2 separate regions of the Hordeum vulgare genome follow, and region 2 is linked to region 1. A link is a contact called in public Hi-C data. All regions are on one chromosome and are shown on one strand. The core of a region is the stretch at or near the end of the contact, and the rest is flanking DNA. Distances in the headings are between cores, read along the strand shown. Region 1 has its middle 180 kb from the start of LOC123403857. Region 2 has its middle 170 kb from the start of LOC123405567.

Region 1 (6,337 bases), core at 1,969-4,468:
TTCACAAGCGCCTGAGCGTTTTCCATAGGTAGCTCGCGCGGGTTGGCTTGAGGCTGCCGTCGTCGACCGCTGCTGGAAACCGTCGGGGGGTCGTCATGGCGGCTCTTGGTGTGACTAGCATGAGGTCTGGAGTGCAGTCGATCAGGACAATAAGAAAACTGCGCCTGCTGAACCACCGTCGTCTTCAGCATCTCGATGATGTTCCTTGCTTCCACCTCAAGTAGGGTGTTTCCACGAATAGGGAGAGGCTTCAAGTGATGGGTAGCAGCCAGCACGTTGTCTAGGGGTTGGAGAAGCGGCACTACGGTGTTTGGAAACGCTGAGCCACCTGCAGGATCGGCGGAGGCTGAGCCGACTGCTGAACGAGCTCAACCTATTGATTATCTAACGAGGCGGGTTATGCTCCGCACCACGCATATCTGGGATGTCAAATAAACGAGTGGGATTAAGATTGGCTGTAATATGACTTTGATGCCTCCTCTCGTGCACCGCATCAGATGGGACTCGCGGACGCTCAAGCCGCCATGCCTCAGCCTTCAAGCGTTCCACCTCTTTGTTAATTTGAACTTGCTGACCTACCATCCGGGTGAGCGTGGATTTCGCGATGTATCTTGGTCATCCCCTCCCGCAGTTTTGCCATCTCGGTATTGACTTCCTCATTGGAGATTTAATTGTTTTTCCTCCCGTTACAACGCATGGCCCTTTTGCTAGTAATCATCACATCACAGACAGATAAAGAATCGGATCGAAAGATTCCTTTCGGGTTGTATCGTCGATGTGGCGTTGCGCTATGTCCGTGTACATACATACATACGTACATACGTGTCTAGCAGCCATTAAGGTCCTTAGCCTATAGTCTATAGACGCATGGGTAGCAGCAGAGGCACGTGGACGCGACATAGAGAGATACTATGGAAAAATCTCGAGCGTATATGCAAAGCTGCAAGCCTGCTACTATTATCCAGCGAAGGCTACAGTGGCATAACTGTACGCGGCTGTCGGACCAAAAACGCGAATGCACGCATGCCACACGCACATGCGCGACCCATCTCGTCTCTCACCACACGGGCCTTTGGTGTCGATCAAAAACGCGAATGCACGGGTTTTATTTTATACCGGATGTATTTTCTATTTGTCCATCATACAATCATTTTTTTTCATATGTCCATTTATTTGCAAGTGATTGATTGAAAAAAAAGATAGAAAGAAAAGATCTAATAAAAAAATGATGCAGATGAGATAGCGTCCTATGTGACGGACTGACTGAACGCGTTTGGGTGTACAATGACGGAGCTAGCTTTTCACATTAGGGTGGTCGGCCTCCTTCATTTTTTTTTTGACAAGATGACTAAAATCATGAATCAGTTGTTATGAGGGTGACGGATGTTCAATTTGCTCATGTTCACATTTGACATAGACAATGCTGGCTCTTTAATTTGCTCTTCAATCGCAATTCGCGTACATACAAATTGTTCAGTTTGCTCTTCGACCACATCCGACATATTCATCGCCTTCTTTTTCTTCCCTATCCTCAGAGTTTCTTGACCTAAATGATTTTCAGAATTATGTATATGTTCTTCATGTTGTGGTCTTGTGAATAGCATAGTTCAAAAGCACAAACACTAAATCAGAAAATTTGTGCTTTTCGATACCTCCAAATCCTTTGCTTTTGGCCAGATTTGCAGCACGAAGCGAGGCCGCGAGGGAAGGAGCGCCAGCAGACAGCAGGCCGACCAGCGACAGGGGTGTGGCCGAGCAACGGAGCAGGGGCGCATGCAGGGAGGCTTCGGCTAGAGCAGGGGCAGGCGGGTGGGAGACTGTGAGGAGAGGCGGGATGGCGGCGCAGGCGCGACTGGCGGCGAGGAACGGCGATGCGGCTGTGTGCTGGGCGCGTCAGCAGTGCGTCAGGGGCGGGGTCGGGCGCGAGACTGCGCGAGGGTGAATAGGTGTGAGCGGTTGGATGCGTTCGTCGTAGCTTAGGGGGTCTGTATATTGGGTTGGGTATATTTTTTTGGCCCAATTTAAATGTATAAGTTTGTTGGCTGTCTCAAAATTTTAGGGTGGGCTGCTGCTCACCCTGGTCATCCTGTACATCCACCTTCATATCCTCCTCATATTTGAGATGGATACAAGGGTTCGCGGACAGTTCGGACATATAAAGACGATATGAGTGGTCCGGTTGGATCACTTTTTTTTCTTTTTTCTCCTGTCCAATCACTGACTGAACGCGTCCGCAGGCGTATGAAAGGTCATTTGCGAGGTCTGACTGTATATGCTCTAATCAAGAGTCAGGGGGTTGCTTTTTGAGCTCGGCCTCGAGGAGGCCTTCGAATTCAAAATACAAATTTCATTAAAATTCATATTTTTACGTTTTAAAACATTCTGAAAAAATACAGATTGCGTGAAGGCATAACAAACATGTGTAATTTTCAAGGAAAAATACGTTGAGATAAGGGTCGTGGGAAAAATTCTGGGGCTTTGTAACATGATTACTATTCATTCTTTCAGTCTATGAATTTATCTTTTTGTACATATCGTATTTTAAGGTATTTCATTTTAAAAATTTACGCCACATACATATAGCATCCTGGTTTACTTGTACTATTTTTTCAGATATTTTTATATCAAAACAATTAAATTTTGAATTTTTCAAAAAATTTGAGCTTCAGTAAGGTCGGTCACCATGACGACGTTCTCCAAGAGAGATCATCTAAAAAAAAGGAAGAAAAGAGATGCCGAGACTAATAAAAGAAAACCAGACCCAAAAATCTATGATTTTTTCTAGTTAGAAAAAGGCCTGAGTAAAAACGCAAAAACAGAGAAAGACCAACCGCTATCTGCTGTCGTTCTGGTTGATCTAGAGATGACATGGAAGGCTAATACTCCATGCTGCGTGTGCTGCTCGTTGATGAGCTCGACATGCTATAGCTCTATCTCTATGTATCAGTCGCTCGACACGCCTTAGCCATTTTAGCCACTGCTCGCCTTCCTTTCTTTAAGAGCCAGCCATTTCCCGTTCACATGGGAGTATATGACTCTCAGAAAGATGGCCATTTTCCTGGTGTCCCGTTGCGGCGGCAACTATGTGTCCGGGAAGTGATTAGGGCAACACAGTCCACAGCAGATACGAGCGAGCGATGAACGTGAAGCACCTGGGCGACAGTACGGAGGCAGGCGGCAGGAGCAGCGAAGGACCATGCCATGCCAGGACCAGCAAGACCGTACGTAGGGGTCCAGCACGCTCAGCCCACGGGCGGAGCTACGGACAGCCAAGTCCAGTCCATCTCTGTCCACGTCCACGGGCGACATGCTTTTTTTTTTCTGAGAATCACGGGCGACATGCATTGGGGCGAGACATTCGTTCTGACTTCTGAGGCAGACCCAGGCCGGGACGTTCATAGCACGCACCACTATGCTGTGGGGATTCACTGAGACGGTCCATAATGCGAGTAACTTCATTAGTAACTAGTAGGCAGAAGTCGCGGCGTGCGGCCGCGCCCTTGTTATACATCTGTATTTTATTTAGAGTAAGAGAAGGGGTGGTAGTGATATAGAGGTTGAGGAAGACGCTATTCAAACTTCTTAATTCAAGGGGAAAAAGCAGATCCAACTGAAAAGGAGAGTAATTTAAAATTCTTCATGGTACATACAACAAAAATTAAGAATCTTACCTACTAATAAAACAAATAGTGTTTTTTCCGTACGTCATACAAATTGCCCTTAAAATTGATTAAAATTACCCACCAATGCCACCTATAAGTCATAAAAAACGTTTCAAACAGGAAAATTTCTAGACTGGGCCGGTTAGGCACCTCCTATATTACGCTCTGGGCGTTGGAAAAAGATGCAGCACACCTGTTTGGGCCGACCCATGCATGGGCGCCTGTTTTTTTAGTTTAGTTTTTTTATTTTTCTTTTCAGTTCCATTTTGTTTTTCTACTTTAAATAATTTAGAACTTCAAACAACTTTTTCCAATTTTAAGAAACTGAGAATTTCGAAATAAAATATTCAAAAAAACATATTTTATTTGAGAATTCAAAAACTACTCAGGAGTTTTGAAAAAAAATGCATATAAAAAATGTTTAAACTTTGAGAAAATGTCCATAAAATAAAAAAGTCAACGATTTTAAACAAAAGTCCGTGTAAAAATCTTAAACACAGTTCGTGCCTCTGTTTTTAGTCTCATTTTTTATTTTCATTTTTCTGTCCCATTTTTTAGTTTAAATAATTTTGAACTTTGAAAAACTTATGCAATTTATAAAACTGGGAAATTTGAAATAAAAGTTTGAAGAAAATATAAAATGTTTGTGAATTCAAAAAATGCTCAGGATTTTTGTAAAAATATTCGCATATTCAGAAAAATGTTCATAATTTTGAGAACAATGTTGGTGAAAATAATAAAAGTCCATGATTTTGAAAAAAAGTTTGTGTGTTATTTTTTGAGTGCAATTGAAAAAAATGTTTGTTGATCCAAAAAATGTTCATGCATTTGAAGAAATGTCCTAAAATTTTAAGACATGATATGATCGGCATTATTGGAGATTATAATTGTTTTTCTTCCGTTGCAAAGCACGGGTCCTTTTGCTAGTATTAACTAAAGCTACTCAAACCCATCACCGTTGTTGTTTTCTTTATCTAAAAAAAGCATACAGCATTTGGGATTGGTCATTTAACAACAACTTCTTACACGTTTTTTCTATCTCTCTCTGCATATAATTTACTGTGGAGTATCATTGGAAGCAAATGGATTATTTTTATATAAGTTAATGTAGAATATCATTGGAAGCAAATGGATTATTTGTACGTAAAGAATAACCAGGATTCATGAATTTTCTATCCAAAGTGAGAAGTATACTTGACTGTGTTGAATTCATGTATTATTTCTATGTACGCGATCACAGGACCAACGGATAATGCATGGAAAGGAGAGGAACAACCACTTTAGGTTCACCTCAATTTTTTCTAGCAAAAACAAAGGTGATCAAAACCTTGGGAAGCCACGACACACGACGCTTCACTTGGTAAATATCTTGACAACGATAAGCAAAATCAAGGGTCTTACCCGAAAAACAAACAAAGCTACTGCTAGTATAAACTTAGCATGCTAGTATTCAGAAACTAATCTTTCATTGTTGTAAGTTCTTAAATATACTCGATTGATACCGAAGATGCAATTGCCAACCACACAGTAAAATTATGGCTATATCAGGTTGCTCAGGATTGGACATACAGACCCAGGCTAGAGTGCTTACGCATGTGGCTGAACTAATTATAATGAAGTCAATCCTACACCCTCACCAAAGTGTCTTGATCTTTTAGATGATTTCTCTTTTTTACTTTTCTTTCCCAGGGAGAAAGCCATGTTCAGTAATATATTTGCTACAGTTTTTCGCTTGCTGTGGTCTGTACTATACTGCTTGCTACTGCTTGGTATGTACTGTAGTGGTTGCTTTGGCTTGTTCTGCAGTTTTTATCTTAGGTTGCTACTACCTATTCAGTAGTACTTTTAGATTGCTACTACATGTTCTTCTATTACCGCTTGCTACTACATGTTTTGCACAATTTTTCTAGCAGTAAAGGCAGATAGCAATATATGCATCCTTGTAAGTCTTCAACTGCGCTATCTTGTTTCAGATCAATCTTCTTGTCCAGTTTGTCGCCAAGCCACCAGCCCGTAGGGTAATGTCAAGAACTCTTTAATTTCTGAAAAGGTAATATAATTACACATCCACAAGAAGAGAGGGAAGGGGGTCACGATTGAGTGTTGCTACTTACAACTCAGAATCCTTCTCCTCCTCACTGGTCCTCCTTAAACCATATGAATCTCAAACAGCCACAACATTGTAGCTCTGCCGAAGTAACTCCATTTTCATCGGATTCAGTAAGCTGCAAATGAGGTCCATCTTCAGGAAACAACAGAAAAAATTTATGAAGTCAATGCTATAATTAAATTTGATTTTATTTCACATGAATAATAACCATTAGTTTATTAAAGAAAGGGTATGTGTTTGATCAGATAAAAAAACATGTTATATGTAAATCAATACACACAGGTTACAAAGTGAAGGCACTTGGGGGAACAATGGTGGTGCAAACTCTAAACATGTATAAGTACATATTTTCAGTCTAATTTTATGAAAGCAAATTCCACTCTAATTTTTTGGAAACTCCTAAACACATATGTTGCTACATATAGCATCTTGTCCTTCTAATATATAAGATGTTTCCTTCTATTTGTTTTCACATCAAAATCACTTTCTTGCTTGTTGTCATTAATTTTGCGGTGGAAAATATCAACCAAGATAAGGGTAGTTACATGTGAGCTATAGTCCACCT
Region 2 (6,337 bases), core at 1,983-4,482, 370 kb before region 1:
TGCCCACAAAATTCTTTGTCGGTCAGGTAAAGGCAATATAAGGTGACAATAATCAGGCTATGCATAAGGATAGGCATCGAGACTCACTACAACCTTGTCATACTAGTGCATGAATAAGCGAGAAAGCACAAGACATGTCAAAATGTTCAAGTAGGTTTTGTTTGCCCAATAGTACAACAACCTTGTACATGGTCATATTCTTGCTCATAGCTCACATTATCTCCAAATCATATCCACGAAGAAGCAATCAACAAAATAAGTAATCATATGTGCATTCTATTGCTACAATAAGAGTCAACATATTCATGTTTTGTCAAGGATGGCATGCAAATGCAACATGGATCAAGTTAATTGGATTAGCATGCAATAGATATGGCAAATTCATCAAATGCTACCAATTAAGGATGAAGGGTAACAAGTGTGGTTATCATGGATATGAACATGGCATAATAAGGTGTGGTGCTTAAGCTATGACTATCTACTCATTTTAAGAGAAGTGGGAAATTAAAGCATTTCCGAGTTACTCCATTAAGGAAAGGTTAATTACTGACTAAGCCTAATTCCGGTTTTATTTGATGCAACCGTGCATGAATATGACATATTAATGATCTTTGTATTAATATTATCAAGATGGAATATTTAAACATATTAAAATAAGCTAGATGAAATAGTTATTAATCAGGCAAGTAATTAATGTATTAATGCAATTTAATGAAATGTGACATTTTATATAATGCAAACATGAATGCAAAAGGCATATTCATATTCTACACATTTTTCTAAGCAAGTTGCATACATAACGCTTATTATTATTTATGCAGCTGAAATTTTGTTCTTAAAACAATAAAAAGGAAGACAGTATAAAACAGATATTGGGCTGAAAATCTACCGAGCGAGTAAAACAACAAATAGTGTAATACTAAACTAAACTAAGCCTACTGGGCCAAAAGCCTCAAGTTTGGTCCAATAACCACCTCGCCCTTCCTATGTTGCTATTAAAAATATAGAAATCCACAAAAAATATACTATGGCGAAATGGCTTATTGTCGTAATTAAGCATCATAGATCCTTACAAGCACACCTTTACACAAAAATAGAAATACATTCCGAATTTTGGGGTGCCGAAGTCTATTTCCTCCTGCATGCACCGACAATGTGCCGTGAGCATGAAATATTTTACTCCCTCTGTAAACTAATATAAGAGTATTTAGATTACTAAAATAGTGTTCTAAATGCTCTTATATTAGTTTACGAAGGGAATACATGCTATTACTAGTATACTGGTATATGAAATATATCTTTTGTCTATAAAATAAGACAGTGAAATGGTGAACCGGCGACCTCCCTGGTTCGGTCACCAGTCTGGTTTTTAATACTGTGATTAAGATGCATACTCGCTACGTAGGGATAAGTTCGGCAACGTTTGGTTGGCAAATTTTGGCTGTTTATGTTGATCCTATTTCACAAGACCATGTCGTTGCTAGTTCAACAATTTGACAGAGTCTGCCCACAAGAAAAAAAAACAGTTTGACAGAGTCATATTCTGCTTTGCGTTGATTATTGTTCATTCTCCTACGAATTTTCATGCATGATCCAAGAAAGTTCCGACTCTTGTTTTTTTCCCCAGGAATCGACCAGGAACCATCGATTGTTGAAATGACAAGAGCGCAGTAGCAGGCCCACCATGTTAGAAAATCGTCATCTTACTGTGCGAGCACCCTGTATTTTCCCTGGTGACATACGTTTCAATCTTTTCATGTCCCTACGTAGCTAGCTAGCTAGACCGATGGATTTGGCATGCACGAGTCAAATCTCATGGAGTGACTTTTTTAAGCGGACAATCACAATGATTAGTGTGACATACTACTATCTACGTATGCGCCTAGTCAAACCATGTCTGTGGAGCAAACCTTTTTAAGTCGGATGCTTCGCTGTCCCAGCTTTTATAATCGACATCAACCCTAAACAAAGGCCACTTTGTGAGAAAGAAAATTTTCTACAGGTAATCCTCAGCAACGAGACAGACGCTACGACCAAAAGGAAACAGTATCACAATGATATATACATAAGGATTAACATGCATTAGGTGAGGGAATTGCGATCAAGGTGACACTGTGACCCATTCTCGTATGCATGGTCGGATGGTCAGTAGGAGAGCAGTATCTTTAATTTAACTTAGCAGGGCTCAAATTTTAGATTTCACATTGATGCCTGCATTTTTTTTTAAAATTTACTTCAGACCTTTTGACAATATGCATCCAATGGAGGTGATGATTCCATCGACTAAGAAACTAACGCTCCTCCCTGATCCGATTCACTAACCCCAGAAAACATTCCCGGCGTTGCCTTGGGGAGGTTTTTTATTTCAGACTGGACTCCAGTATCCATGGCCGGGCACGCAGATCTCCACCATGTAGGACGCGCGATCGAGAGCACACGAGACGGCATGGGGGCAGTCACGTTCCCGTGTGAGGAGGGAATTTGGTCGCTTGGTTTTATGCAGCTCAATTATGCGGCCTCGTTTGGATTTTACCGGGTGGTGACTGGTGAGATGCATGAGAGACCGTGGGATCGAGGCGGTGGTTGCAAGGGAATATGCACATATAGGGTGCCGTGTTCTCTTACTCGTGACCGGGCCCCGCGCCCTGTACGGCTCTGAGTTGAGATTCTCTCCGGAGTTTTGTTGCCTTCTTTCGACGTGGAAATGTGGAGCTTACTTGTTGACTGTGTACGCTGAACTGGGGAAATTCTTCTCTTTCAGTGCTACTACATAATACTTACATATCTCTATCCAGATTCCAAGGCAAAGTAACCTCTGATTTTCGATATATTTCCAGTTTACTGGCGTGCACGCCACTGACGGTACTACGGAGTTCCGCTTAAGCGGTGCACTTTCAGCTCACGGCGTGGCCTGAATCTAACACCGGCCGACGTTTCTCGAGTCCTTGCACTCATCAGATGATGGGCTCTGAGAGGCATGAGACCTCCCTACTCTATAGCTCTAGTACACGACGATGGTCCCGTCTATGAAGCCTCTCATTTTGCGATCGAGATGACGACTACATCCATCGAGCGTACGCCTCTACCAAGGTTGATATACGGGACGAAGAATATGAGAGGGAATAACGAGGGAATGAGAACCTCCAGTTCCTCTCTGAGAGACCTTGCTAGCTGGCTTGGACGTGAAGCCATGCAAACCTCCAAAGGCTACCCGCGTCACGGACGTCACTCCGCTCAGTGCCCTCACGCCAGATTGCCAACACTTTTCACGAGGGACCAGGCCATGCTGCTGCTCCCGTCCCGTGTGATGTGATTCCCTTTCGACCTCTTGCGTTAGCTGCTAGTGCAGGTCTGTTGGGTGTCGCATCTACTGCGTATAGTACTGTATCTGTACGCGGTCCAAACTATGACTAATCAACAGGGAAATCTGCTCCCTCGGGATATTTACGAATCTTCATACTATTTCCTGGACAGATGATTACAGGAGCTGTAGAATGGCTGAAACGTGCTGAAATCCTGTTTCTTTTTTTGGGTAGAAATGGTATGTATGTCAACTTATATATCTCAAGACGTTGACATTATGACATAGGCAACTTGGAGTTGTCTTGGCCTATGAAGTCACCCTCAACCTCAAGAGTCGATGTCGATTAGGATGTGGCAGAAACTGCCATCATCAGCGCAGCGGCTAGCAGTCATCGCCTAGATAGGCACCAACATGTATATCTAGCACAAGAATTTTCATGGTCTCTTTCTTGGGACACTTACCATCAGGAGGACAAACTGACTAACTTTTCCACTCTCCTGTCTTTCGAAATAAATAAAATATTTTCCCTGTTCTCCACGTTTCATGTACCTTGTTGCACTCTCCATGAGTTCCGTTCCAGCTAGAGCACGGTTTCGATCGACCGACCTACACGACACGCTTCGACTGTGTGAACAAATAATTCCCAGTGTCCATGCCGCATCTCATCATTGTACCAAACCTTTCAGTCGGAAGAGAAGGGTCCACTTTATATTCCCTCGACGATCCCCGCAGCCAATTTACAAGACGTATGTCACTGCATTCTTTTGGCCTTTCTTTGATAAATGATAAGTCACGAGCGTTCAGATTTTAAACATGGCAATCAGAATATTTCTATGACAAGTTTAGCTTATGCGAGGTTGACAAACATGCCAATTTTTTGTAACAAGAAAACAGTAGGAAAAGACCCTACCTTGATTTTTCTTTAGAAATGGTGTATGTACGTGGGCAAAAAGAAAACGGATCTGTTACAATAATCCGAGGCAATCCGTCGATCTACCGAGTACCAAGCAATCACACGAGCACGACACCGAGATTTGTTAACGAGGTTCACCAATATGGCTACATCCCCGGGGCCTGACTACGGGCGCTCCTCCCCGTGACACCGTCACAATACCGCATCCCGGCCGTCCGGGCACCGCCACACGTCGCCGGCTCCCCCCGCGTACCTGTGCTATTATGTTGGCATCAGTTACATCGTGTGTCTATCCCCGCTATATATGAGAGGCCTAGGATACAAGTGTCCTATCAGGACACGACTCCATATCTTGTCTAAACACAATACTACTCAGAGTCCAACTATAACCTACCTTGTACAATAATATTCGACACAACTCTAACAAAATCCACCTTGGCGAATATTCTCCACCATCTTGAGTTCATCCATGCGTCAAACTTCCATGTACATTGGACTTGAGATATGCCCTGAACACCACTGCTATTCCCAGACTCCATGTGACTCCACGTGCAACTGTAGTCCCTTCTCGTCTTCTTCACAGTCAACCCTCGAGCAAATTTAAGTTCCGTATTACTCTACTTTGTGCTTCCAACTTCCGGAGTATCCATTCAACGCCATCACACACTAATATCTGACATGCGTGAAAATGAACACCTCATATATTGGACGCCACATATAAGAGTTACCTGAGCTCAACATCCTTGCTCTTTCTTGACCGTCCGTATGAAACTTGAAGGAATTTCACCGTCGCCTTGTGTCACCCCGAGTCTAATTCGCAGTTATCTCACCCTTTTCCCGGATAGTCTCTGACATGTCCCACTGCTATAGCACTCCGCCTCCTTATGTACTTGTCATACACACTTTTCCATGTGCACAAAACACCACAAATTATACGGCCATGTACTCTCTCCGCTTTTAACAATTTCAGATTTTCCGCCACTTTCTCAGATTCTCCATGGTCAACCCTTGTCCATCAACTAGCACCGATAGACCCAGTCACCAACTTCAATCTGGTACTCGTCAACACTGCTTCAGCACCCTCTTCACAATTTGTCTGACCACATGTCTGACCACCAGTGCCTTGGTTTCTCGCTGTGTCCCGTGCTTACCGCATTCCTCGCCGCTATCACCGCGTCGAGCATCTGCTGTCCTGGTCGAGTCTCTAGGGCTGCTGTCGTGGGTATAAGTCTGACAGTAGAAGTGTAGGGTACGAAAGGATAGGCAGAGCCTTAGCTACGGCGAGGATGTATGAGTTCAGGCCCCTCTACGGTGGAGGTAAAAGCCCTACGTCTCAGTGCTCTTGGGAGCTTAGTGTCGAGTGGAATATAGGATTACAGTAAAAGCCATCCCCCGCACCAGTGGGGAAGGGCGGCTTATATAGAGTGCGCTACCCTTCATAATGGCCTGGTGGACAGGGGTGGAAGAGTGGCGAATAAATGCCTACGTTACAGGTAACGTAAGCCTTAAATGTTAATAATGGTGTATGAAAACGTATGACCATTGCCCTCCTGGGAGGTTACGATGTACAGAGTGGAATCCAGTCGGTACGTTAAATATGCTCCGAGTGCTCGTCACCGACTGGATGATGGGGGAGTCCTTAGTTCAGTCGGAACTGTCCAAGGGCCTCGTCCTCTATGAAGGGTAGTCCTTGGGTAGGACCTATAGGGCAGGCCTATGACCCTATCCTGGGACTATAACCCCATCATTAGTCCCCGAATGGATCGGGGTTGGAACGATGAAGTGATGTCCGGAGTATGGATCCGACTGGTATGGAGGTGACTTTGGCGTTGTTTGCCTCGATCCATTTTGTCCTTTCAACCAGTGATCCGAGTGAAGGTATCGGTGAAACGAACCGTCAGAGACCGAGTGCTTCCGCGGAATCTTTCAACGTGACTGGTCAAACTGACAGCGCCGGATTTTCCGGGATCCTCAAATTTCGGTTGCCGCGCGCTCAGCGGGGATGACGACATTGCCATCGAGTAGGTTTTGCCGCCTCGATTACCGCGCCTTTATCTTCTCCACTAACATCGCAGCAGCCGGTTGGGGAGATAAGATTTCGGGTCCACCTGTTAGTGACC

Evidence for each region. A called contact is a pair of places that touch in the nucleus more often than the background predicts.
Region 2: a contact with region 1 is called in a Hi-C map of leaf, with 5 times the contacts expected there. The contact joins two enhancer-like sites. A contact is called at or near these places in 2 of 6 Hi-C or Micro-C datasets (both in leaf).

The regions. Positions count from the first base shown.
Region 1 is chr6H:431,071,237-431,077,573 of MorexV3_pseudomolecules_assembly, reverse strand. No RefSeq gene overlaps it. Among protein-coding and RNA genes, the nearest start is that of LOC123403857, 180 kb to the right of the region's middle. Within about 2 kb of position 3,218, at least 3 of the 3 cell types and tissues checked have open chromatin away from gene starts, as enhancers often do. A contact at or near this core is called in leaf, where this site is marked.
Region 2 is chr6H:431,440,871-431,447,207 of MorexV3_pseudomolecules_assembly, reverse strand. No RefSeq gene overlaps it. Among protein-coding and RNA genes, the nearest start is that of LOC123405567, 170 kb to the right of the region's middle. Within about 2 kb of position 3,232, at least 3 of the 3 cell types and tissues checked have open chromatin away from gene starts, as enhancers often do. A contact at or near this core is called in leaf, where this site is marked.